Regions from separate parts of the Gossypium hirsutum genome. Here region 2 is linked to region 1. Evidence: chromatin contacts called from public Hi-C data. All regions are on one chromosome and are shown on one strand. Each heading gives the region's core, a stretch centred on a gene start, on an enhancer-like site or on the middle of the called end of the contact. The rest is flanking DNA. Distances are from core to core; before and after follow the strand shown.

Region 1 (5,377 bases), core at 816-3,315:
AAGTTTGCTCTGACCAATTGAAACACGCAGTTTGCCACTCCCAGCCTGACCAAGCATTCCATAACCTTCACCTAGTCCATCACCTAATATCAAAAGGGAAATGAACAGTCAGAAAACTGTGGGAAATAGGTTATGTTCTTCTTAGTTGATAAATAGATTCTAGAAACTGCTCCATGAAAGTAACTCCTCAAGAGAATATACAGAACTAGACATTTCTTAAAGAAGGTAGTTAAGCATTATCGTATTTGACAAATCAGAGGCTACAAGCCTATTGAAGACCCAAAACATGGTTTTTGAGTTCAAGCATCATTAAAGAAAAAAAAAACTAAAAATGATTCTTCGGAAATTAGAAAAATCTAAGTTCACCTAAAGAGCTTTCCTCAGGTACTCCAAATTGCATCCTGTTCGCTAGCTTCCTCATGTCTGTTATAGCATACCTGAAAATAACATATATAGATATAAGCAAAATGCAGAATGCACAAACAAATTGCTGGAAAAAAATTTTAAAAGGAAAAATAAAGATTTCAATAGTAATCAAAATAACAGAACTACCTTTCTTTCATCTTCCTTAAGCGACGACCACCCCTCTTTTTCTTAGGTTCAGAATCAGGAACAGGAAGTGGTTTAGGCTGCTTTGCAGGAGGTGGTTCTTGCCATTTTTCAATTTTCTTATGAATTTCTTCCTTTAAGGTTTTTCCAGCATTCCCCAAAGGATCCCCTCTAGTGGAGTCTATACGTGCTGCAAGAGTTGCTTTAGAAGCCAAGAGACGACAAGCACGACTCCTCAAAGCAGGGGGTGTAGTTTGAAAAATCTCTGTCTGTTCAATATACCCAACACGAAACTGTGACGTTGCAGTGGAAAACCCTGCAAGGGTCTTCTTCTTCGCACCAAGCAGCTGAACATTACAAGCAGGCATCTTAGCTAATGCGGAAAGGCCACCAGCAGTACCCATAAGTTTAGCAGCAACAGCACTTCCAACAATAGTAGAAAGATTTGGTGCAATATATCCCATTCTACTTTCTACAAAATCAAGAACATTCTTCTTTGCAGTATCCAGAGCCAGAGCACGATCACACGCATCAATAGTTTTCTGGAGAACATCTTCAGGAAGTGGCTTGCCACTGGTAGTTGATGCTGTAACTGAAACAACCATAATGATAGCTGAAGGCAAAAGCCCTTCCAAATCCACAAGGGTTAAATCCATCTCATTGCCAATCTTTTTCACCACACGAGCATAATCAATTGGATGATGTACAAGCGATTCAAGCTCAGGAAACTTCAATCGGTACTTATCACGTATAAAATTATGGATAATAACAATCTCATTCTCGATATCAACTGATAGTCCATTACAGTCCACAATCAGCTGATACTCAGGATCATCTTCCAGTACCAAGCCCTGATTTGATATATCAGAACCCTTCTCGAGCGCATCTTCCACTTTCTGCATTATATCAATGTATCTCTGACTTTTTTGCAATTTGGAAACACTGTCCAGATCATCGTAGTTAAGCGTTTCGATATCCGCGAGGTCACCATCAATATCTTCTTCCATGTTTGCAACATCATTATTTTCTTCCTCCTGAAAGAATGATATGAACATTACGATTCAGATTAAGTGTCGAATAAAAAAAAAAGAGGCTGAAACTCAAAACAGAAAAGGTAAGTATAGTTTCAACTCACCAGAACATCGGCTTCGTTGTCTGATAATTCATCAAGGTCCGCAAGGAATGAATCAGCTAAAGTTGCCTGAAAATTATAACCAAGTAAAAGAACAGACAGTTAGATGCAATTATTTTATCGAATGAAAAGTGCTAAAATTCCAGGAGAAAAAAAATAGAGTAATTAGAGAAAAGAAAACTAACCATCTGACACTTTCGCGAGGAGCCTTCTAGGGTTTAACCCAAAATCGAAGAGAATAAACGAAAACAAGTTGAAAATTAAAATTTCCTAAAGAGAATAATGAAGGAACCCTAATCGGAGAAAAGAAGAGCAAATAAACAAAGAAACTTCGTTTGGGCGATAGCGAAAATAATTTATAGGGAAACTTCTTGAACATGCTATCGAGTCGGCTTTTGTATGGGCTAGACCTTCTATTTCTATGTTGGCCCGAAATCATTTATGCTTTGATCCATCTTGGTAAAAAAAATCTTTCTCATCTATTTTTTCAAAAATTGTAGTATTTGAAAAGCACCGGTAATTGGATTTGTCAGTAAGTGCGGTATGTTTTGGTGATCATCGTAGTTGTTAATTTGATTATTTGAATTACTCTTTTTAATTCTTAGGTAGTGTTTGAAAAATTATTTAATAATTGAATTTGGGTGTAATTACTTGTAATTTCTGGATCTCATTGAAAATTTGGTGTAATTAGAGTACAAGTTTAAGTTATAAATTTTTATATTATAAGCATAAACATGTATAAGTGTTCAAGATGGTTATGATCAAAGATTTATTATGTTATAAATCTTATATTATAACATAATTTATGTGTATTTTATAAAGTTATAATAAAAATTATATTGCTTAAGTCTTAATTTTTTTAAAGTTAGAACAATAAAATTTATTATAAAAAATAATCTAAGATTATATAAGTGTATATTATATTTATTTATAAAAAATTATGATAAAAAACATGAATATAAACTATTTATGTGTCGATGTTATATATTATAAAAATAATATGTTTTTTTGTAAAAAAGAATGTTATAATTTTATAAAATTATGGCAAAAAATTATATTATTTATAAGAAATGTTATGAAAATTATAGCACACTATAAAAAAATTATAAAGGTTAATATATTATAATTATTATATTTTTTTTACTTAATTTGTATATTATATAAAAAAATTTATAATATAACATAATTCTTTTTTTAAAATTAAGTTTATATGAGTTTTTATTATTAAAGTTACAAACTATTTGCACTGTGAACCCAAATTTTATTTGGTAGATGTTAATTATGCAAATGTAAAAAATATTCATGCACCATATCGTGGGGTATGATACGATTTGAGAGAATGGAACTAGACACAAGCACAAAAGACGACTCAAGAATTCTTTAATTTGAGACGTTTAAGGCTTCGAAATGTGGTTGAGAGGACATTTGTTATTTTAAAAAAATTTCTCATATCAACATCACTTAGTATAACATAAAAATAATAATATCTGATCATATTAGCATATTGCATACTTCATACCTTCATTCATAGGTATATTTGGGATGATCTATACTTCGAAACATACAAGGAAAAAAGAGATCTTGATAATCACAATGATACAAATTCAGATGATAGATAATGAACTCGGTCAAAAACCAACATTTGATGAAAATGAGCTTATATTAAAGAGGAAATAACCCAACAAATATGAAACACTGGAACAATTTAGATAAAATTTTATGAGAATAAATTATATTAGGATCATCCTAAAAAGTATAGTTTTTAAACACCAATAAAATAGTGCCACGTCATTAAATTTTAAAGATAACAAAGTATTATTATACACTCATCTATATCTAATATCTTCTCCAATTTAATTTAACTTTAATTAAATTATTTAAAATAATTAATTTTTAAAATTATAAACAAACACCTTTTCTTCTTCTTCTTTTTTACAAATTTTAATCATTTCTTCATAAGTTAATATTTTTTATTTTTGTGCAACTAATTTTAAAAAAAAAAAAACTTTTGTGCAATTTTTCAATGTCATTGACACATAATTTTGGTAATTATTCTACCCAGAACCTCAAACCTTGAATCCCAAATCCTGAGGTTTAGGGTTGGATTTAGGATTTAAGATTTTGAGTCCAAGTTTGGGTTTTGGGTTCGGGGTTCAAGGTTTAAGTTCAGTGTTTAAGGATTTGATGTTTAGGGTTTGAGTTTAAGGTTTAAAGGTTCGAGGTTACGAGTTTATGATTCATGGTTCGGGTTCAAGGTTCAAAGTTTTGTGGTTTTAAATTTTGGATTCTATATTTTGGGTTTAGGGGTTGAGATTCTAAATTTAGGGTTCAGGGTTAAAAAAAATATCAAAATCATTTGTCAATGACATGAAAAAAAATGTTGAAATGTAATTAAATAATTGAGAATGGACCATGAATAATATGGTTGGAAGAGTCCATAAAATAATTTATCTATAGATGAGTATATAATAATAATTTCATGTCTTTAAAATTTGATGATGTGGCAAAATTTTATTGGTGCCTAAAAACCTTATTTTTTAGGATCGTCCTTATGTAAGTTATTTTCAAATTTTATATGATGTTTATTTTTATTTTTATTAGTAATTGTATTATTAACTACTTTTTTATTAACACGATACATATGATGATTTGATTTTGATTTTTGTTGTTTGTTGTTTGTTGTTTGTTTAGAAATTTTTTTTATCATGCTAATATTTTTTATAATAATTAATATTTTTTTAAAAATATATAAAATATGTAACTGTACAATTACAATTTGCACTACCTAACATGACATGAGGAATTATAATGTAATTACACCCTATCAACAAAACACATTTAGAAAATTATAATTCTTTGTAATTACAAATGAATATGATTACTACCCTACTAATTACACTTTCAATTAATTACTATGTAATGTCCAAATAAAATGTTAGAGAGAAATTAAGAATTGAGGTAATTATCAATTACCTTATGATTTTTCTAACACATGTCAATTATTTTAAGTTTGAAATTTATTTTCATACAAGTTTATAAAAGTTATTTGCATACCATAATAATAAATAATTTTAATTTTTGTACATATATTTATTATTAGATAATAATAATAATAATAATAAAAGAAACTTTGCCATTGAACACATCTAACTTCAAGTGTTTCACGCAATTTTTGGCTTAACAACAAATTAGGTTTCTAAATGCTACATTATAAATTCTAAGTTAAATTCTACCATTAGTCCTTAAACTTTGTAAATATTGTGGATTTAGTTCTTATATTTTAATTTTGTCTTTTTAGTCCTTATACTTTTCAAATTTTAAATTTCAATCCTCACTAAATAATAACTATTAAATTCATTAAGTTAAGTTTTAATATTTCCAGAATCTAACGTGGCAAACATATTACTATATGTGTAATTCCATGTTAGCTTGTTATTTCCATGTATTACTCACTAGAAATTCAATTAATAGATTAACAATTGTTATTTGTGTCAAGACGACTAAAATTTCATAATTCGAAAAGTATAGAAACTTTGAATGATCCAATTGGAGAATGTAAACTAAACCTACAATTGTAGGCATAATATAGGACTAGCAATCGAATTTAAACAAACGAATTTAATTGCTACTATCTGAGTCAAGACCAAAAGTCAAAATTCAAAAAGTACAAAGACTAAAAATGACCAATTCAAAAAA
Region 2 (5,278 bases), core at 667-3,166, 150 kb after region 1:
TGTGAATATAATACCTTGATGAATTGTATGAAAAGTTGGCATACTTATGGTTTATAAGGGAAATGTATATGCCAATTGTGTAAACGAATGTTGAATGGCACAAGTGTCGATGTTAGCAAATAGGTTTAAGAAATGTATACATATATATATGATGAGATATGTTGAGAATGTATGCTGGAAATGGTATTAATGGTTTTGAAGATTGGTTTTGAGAATATTGAATTGTATTGATCAGTTAAATAGGTACCAAATTGGAGTTTGTTGTAAAACAGGGGTCATGTCGTGATGTCAGTCCTTTAATGTTGTGATGAGATCAAGTTAGTATGTTGCGTCGCGACAAGGAACCCTCAACGCTGTGACATCAACCTGATATTTTAAAATTTTTATAATTTGGTCATAATTTGACCTCGGTTTTGCAATAAAGCTTCCATAAGCTCATATACGACCCAAAAACGAATGTATATAGTAACATATGTATGTATTGTTTGAAATTTAACCATTTATTGGTATAAAGCAAATGTAGTTTGATCGTAGTTGCTCCGACAATGAATGTGACACATTGTAGCTTAGACCCAACGATCGGGTTGGGTATTGGGGTGTTACATGGATGGCAACACATCATCATTAAATAAAATTGCTTTTATACAATCAAAATGCTTAATGGAAAGATCTCAACTTCTTTGGAAGTTTCAACATTTATCTCCAATATCCTCTTGATGGTTTCTTGTGTTTCAAATGTTTTTTTTAGCCGTGTGATTTGACCTAATAATCAAATAGCTGATTGGATTGCTAAGAAACAATATTTTATTCTTGTCGGATAAATTGGGTATTTTGTATTACAACTGAACTTATTTATTTGTTGTAATTCCTTTGCTTTCAAAGAATTTTCATAGTTTGAACAACAACAAGAAGAAAAAAAAACCTTAAAAATATAACATTTGATACATGGACTTGACACTTTTTTTTTAAAATTTGATACCTAAGGTTTTTTGGCCCAATTTGATACTTAAACGTGACTCTTTTTCTTAAGTGGTTACCTAGCTTTTTTGTCCCAATTCAGTACTTGAACTTAACACTTTTTCCTAATTTGGTATCTAAACTTGTAAAATATTATACAAATTACCATAATGTTAGTTTTTCATGAGGGAACAAAAATAGCTAATGTATGATTGACATGTGATAGATGACAAGAAATTTAATGGTAAGAGTTATTACATTTATTTGGAGTTTCTTCTGTTGCATTAAACAATATGCTTAAAGTTTAGTTTTTATTGAGGTTGAGATTACTTTGATTGTTATTGGTAATAATGATTCAAAATGGATTACATGCTTAAAGCATGGCTTGATCTTTACAAAGCCCTTAATTTCATAAAAATATCATCACTATAAGAGGTAATTCATGTTACAAATTGTGCTTTGAATCGTTCTTCACAAATTAATACTGAAGAAGAAAATAAAAGTTTTAAAAATCCAAAATAAAATAAATTCATTAGGTTAAATGTAAAATTTAAAATAAAATAAAATAAACTAAAAGTAATTTAACATTTAAAATATAAAAAATTCCATATCATTGATCACATATCGATCATACATTTTGAATATTATTGCTACTTCATAAAAAAAACATTGTTAATATATTGATGTAATTTTATATATCATTTGACAAGTTTAAGTACTAAATTAGATAAAAACAAGTTAAGTATGAAATAAGAAAAAAACTAAATTAAACAAAGAAAATTAGTTATCAAATTAAGAAAAGAATTGAAGTTGATACACCAAATTAAAAGAATAAACAGCGAAGCCTGCAGAGCCGTTACTAATTACTACAAACAAATCTCTCTAACTGCCCAATGAAATCCTGCCATGTCATGTCCAACCAATAAATAAGCCGAATATCCCCCTTGCAAATTTAACCCAATATTTACGACTGACTGGACTTACAAATTGCCAATTTGACTGCTCTGCTCCCATTTTTCTCAAGTAGAAAAAGAGACTCCGTTTTCTCGGTCTCTCAGATCCAATTCTCCGTTTCTTCCTCTTTCTTAGATCTCCGAATTCCAGCATTTGGATCTTCAATTTCACATTCTTTAAGCTTGCGAAAAGAGAAAAAAAAAACAGTACGGTTTAATTCTGAATAGTGCTATTTTGGTGATCGATTTAATTGCAGCATTTGGTTTAGTTTCTATTCCATCTGTGTCGACCTCTCTACTAGAGTTTCCTACCTTAATACGATCATGAATCCTTTTTCTTCCGGTACTCGTCTAAGGTGAGCACCGATTCCTACTGTTACCCATTTCTTCTTTTACTTCTCCTTTTTCCTTTTAATTTGAAGATCAGATCAACAACTCATGAGTTTGTTTATTTGAGTGGACTGGAGTTGTGACTAAAATTTATAAGAGCTGTTTTTTTTAATACCGTGATTAGAATTTCGGGAGTTCAGTTGTGGTTCGTGCAACTTAAAAGATGATTGCGTATGTATTTAGAGCTAAGTGTAATATGTTAGCCTGTTTGGGGTTTTCATAATTTGGTTCTTCTGATTATCTTTTGATTTCCTTTTTATTATCTCGAGTTAGTTGCAACTTGCAACTATTAATGAAATTGTAGAAATGTGTCATACCCATTTAATAATTGGTTTGAAAGTAGCTTGATCTTCTTTTTTTGGAAATGTTGATAATATTAAATGATGCACTAAATAGCATTGTTGTTAGGAGGTACTATTACATAGATGACAACTAAAACGTTGGCTGGTTTGGTCACGCAAGTCGTACTGTCTCTAGTCTTGCATTATATGTAGCATCGTTAAGGCATCCACAAAGGTGCGCATGCACCGTGCGCCTTAACACTAGATAGCAAACAAAAGTGCCTCGAACCCTTTTAGGTGAGGTGCATGCCTGGTGCACCTAGACACACTTTTTGTAAAATGGCAGGCATAGAAAATGCACATGTAGTTTATATACATATTAATTGAAAATGGTTTAAACTTACTTCTCCAATGCAGGGACATGATACGGGCTATACGTGCATGCAAAACTGCAGCAGAAGAGCGTGCTGTTGTAAGGAAAGAGTGTGCTGCTATTCGTGCTTCAATTAATGAAGATGATCAAGATTATAGGCACCGTAACCTGGCAAAACTCATGTTCATTCAGATACTTGGATATCCCACTCATTTTGGCCAAATGGAGTGCTTGAAGTTGATTGCATCTGCTGGATTTCCAGAGAAGAGGATAGGATATCTTGGTCTTATGTTGCTTCTTGATGAAAGACAAGAAGTTCTCATGTTGGTCACAAACTCATTAAAGCAGTATCTTTTGCGTGGATTCTTCTCAAGCTTATTTTGTTCCCATTTCCTTTTCCCTTTAATCAGTTCTGTTCTGGGTTAATATTATTGTGCCTGATAGGGTTGTATTACAAGTGTAAAAATAAGAAAATGGAGAGATTTGCTTTACTTGCAGGAACCTTAACTTATATGCAGAGATCTGAACCATTCAAACCAGTACATTGTAGGACTTGCTCTTTGTGCACTGGGTAATATTTGTTCAGCAGAAATGGCCCGTGATCTTTCACCTGAAGTAGAAAGATTGCTGCAGTTTCGAGATCCAAATATCAGGAAGAAAGTAAGTGTGTCCTATTCTTAACTCAAAGATATGTTCATCACATATAGATGTGAAGTAAAGAAGAAAATGGAGGCCACTGGACTCCAGACTTTTTGAATTTCTTATGCTTAATGCTGAGTATCCCCTCTTAAATGATAACTTCTCTGTCCTCTTCTGCAGGAGTAGGAAAGTTTTGGGTTATTCTGTTGAGCACTTCAAATATTTCTGTTTGTGCCCTTTATTTCTTTGCAACAATGCGTTTGTAATTTTGTCAATTAAAAGGTTAAAAGTGTAAACTGATGATTAAGTACTGGATACTGCATAACTGAGATGCCATCTGTATGATGTGATATTCGTTCAATGATATTCTGCACCATTCATATGGCAGCTACTTTTATCAAATCTGGATATTTTTTCTGCCTACATTTCTTAACCAGAAGAATTTGCAGCATACAATCATTCAAGGGAAAAATGCTAACGTATTGAAACTATTAAGTCTGATGTGTGACTCCAAGATAGCCAACTTCAGTTTTCTTGTTTGATGGGGAGGGAAAGACATCTAATGATCATTGCCAACCATTCTATGATGGCATTTTTCAATGTTCTGAATTGGTTCAACTGCAATATCACTTTTCTATTGGAGGATTGATTCAATTAAACAGGCCTCCCACTTCCACATCCCTCCCCTCCTGCCCGTGTGTGCAAAGTGGCTTTGGTTATGAATTCTCATAATGTGCATTTGTTGATAATTTTTAGGTTATATATACGTCAATTTCTTCAGTGATCTGCCTGCAATCTTTAAGAGCTCTTGACTCTTGTTCTAGGCAGCATTGTGCTCCATACGGATCATAAAGAAAGTTCCAGACCTGGCTGAAAACTTTATTAATTGTGCCGCTTCCCTACTTAAAGAAAAGCATCATGGGGTCCTGATAACAGGAGTTCAACTTTGTGCAGATCTATGTAAAGTCAGCTCAGAAGCCCTTGAATACTTTAGAAAGGTATACTGGTCTTGATCTTATGAGCACAACAGCTCATAGCTATAGCATCTGAAAGACACTCTATGGAGTTCATGAATTATTTGCTTTACTTGTCTGCTCCTATATAAAATTATAAATATTTAGTATCTGCTTTGGTATTTTTTGGAGCACCCAATGCGAGCAGAGCTGTCTACTTTACCACCAGTCCTTTTGTTCTGTTTCTGGAAGAAGAGTAGTTATGATAAAAAGGATTGAAAGGATCAAGCTTACTGGTGTTTTTTCTAAACAGTTGGTTATTATTTCCTTCAATTTATACTAAGATCTTCAGGCTCATTTTGCAATTTGTTTTCAATAGGATTTATGAGCTTGTTAGACCTTTGGAGTTGAGCAAAAATAGGGCTCCTTTATCCTGTAAATATTGGTTTGAACCATATTTTTAATTTTTGAGGGAAGAAATTTTTCAAAAATGGATAATGCAGTCAGTTTTGTAATTTTGATAGTAGCTTATTTTATAATTATTGCAGAAGTGCACAGAAGGTTTGGTCAGAACTCTGAGGGATATAGTAAACAGTCCCTATTCACCTGAGTATGACATTTCTGGCATCACTGATCCTTACCTTCATATAAGATTACTTAAGCTTTTGCGGATATTGGGCCAGGGAGATGCTGATGCCAGTGACCGTATGACTGACATACTTGCCCAGGTCA

What was found. Hi-C and Micro-C count contacts between places; a contact is called where the count stands out from the background.
Region 2: a Hi-C map of leaf shows a contact between it and region 1, with 2.2 times the contacts expected there. The contact joins the promoter of LOC107909653 here to the promoter of LOC107909635 in region 1. A contact is called at or near these places in 9 of 34 Hi-C or Micro-C datasets (callus and leaf).

What each region holds. Positions count from the first base shown.
Region 1 is chrD02:61,396,301-61,401,677 of Gossypium_hirsutum_v2.1, forward strand. It overlaps LOC107909635 (U4/U6 small nuclear ribonucleoprotein Prp31 homolog), which reads right to left and starts at 2,066. Exons shown (of 7, transcript XM_016837245.2): 1 at 1,867-2,066; 2 at 1,685-1,750; 3 at 553-1,583; 4 at 367-437; 5 at 1-83. The coding sequence starts at 1,869.
Region 2 is chrD02:61,548,618-61,553,895 of Gossypium_hirsutum_v2.1, forward strand. LOC107909653 (AP-1 complex subunit gamma-2) reads left to right here and starts at 1,917. Exons shown (of 18, transcript XM_016837268.2): 1 at 1,917-2,266; 2 at 2,999-3,301; 3 at 3,473-3,614; 4 at 4,418-4,591; 5 at 5,095-5,274. The coding sequence starts at 2,235.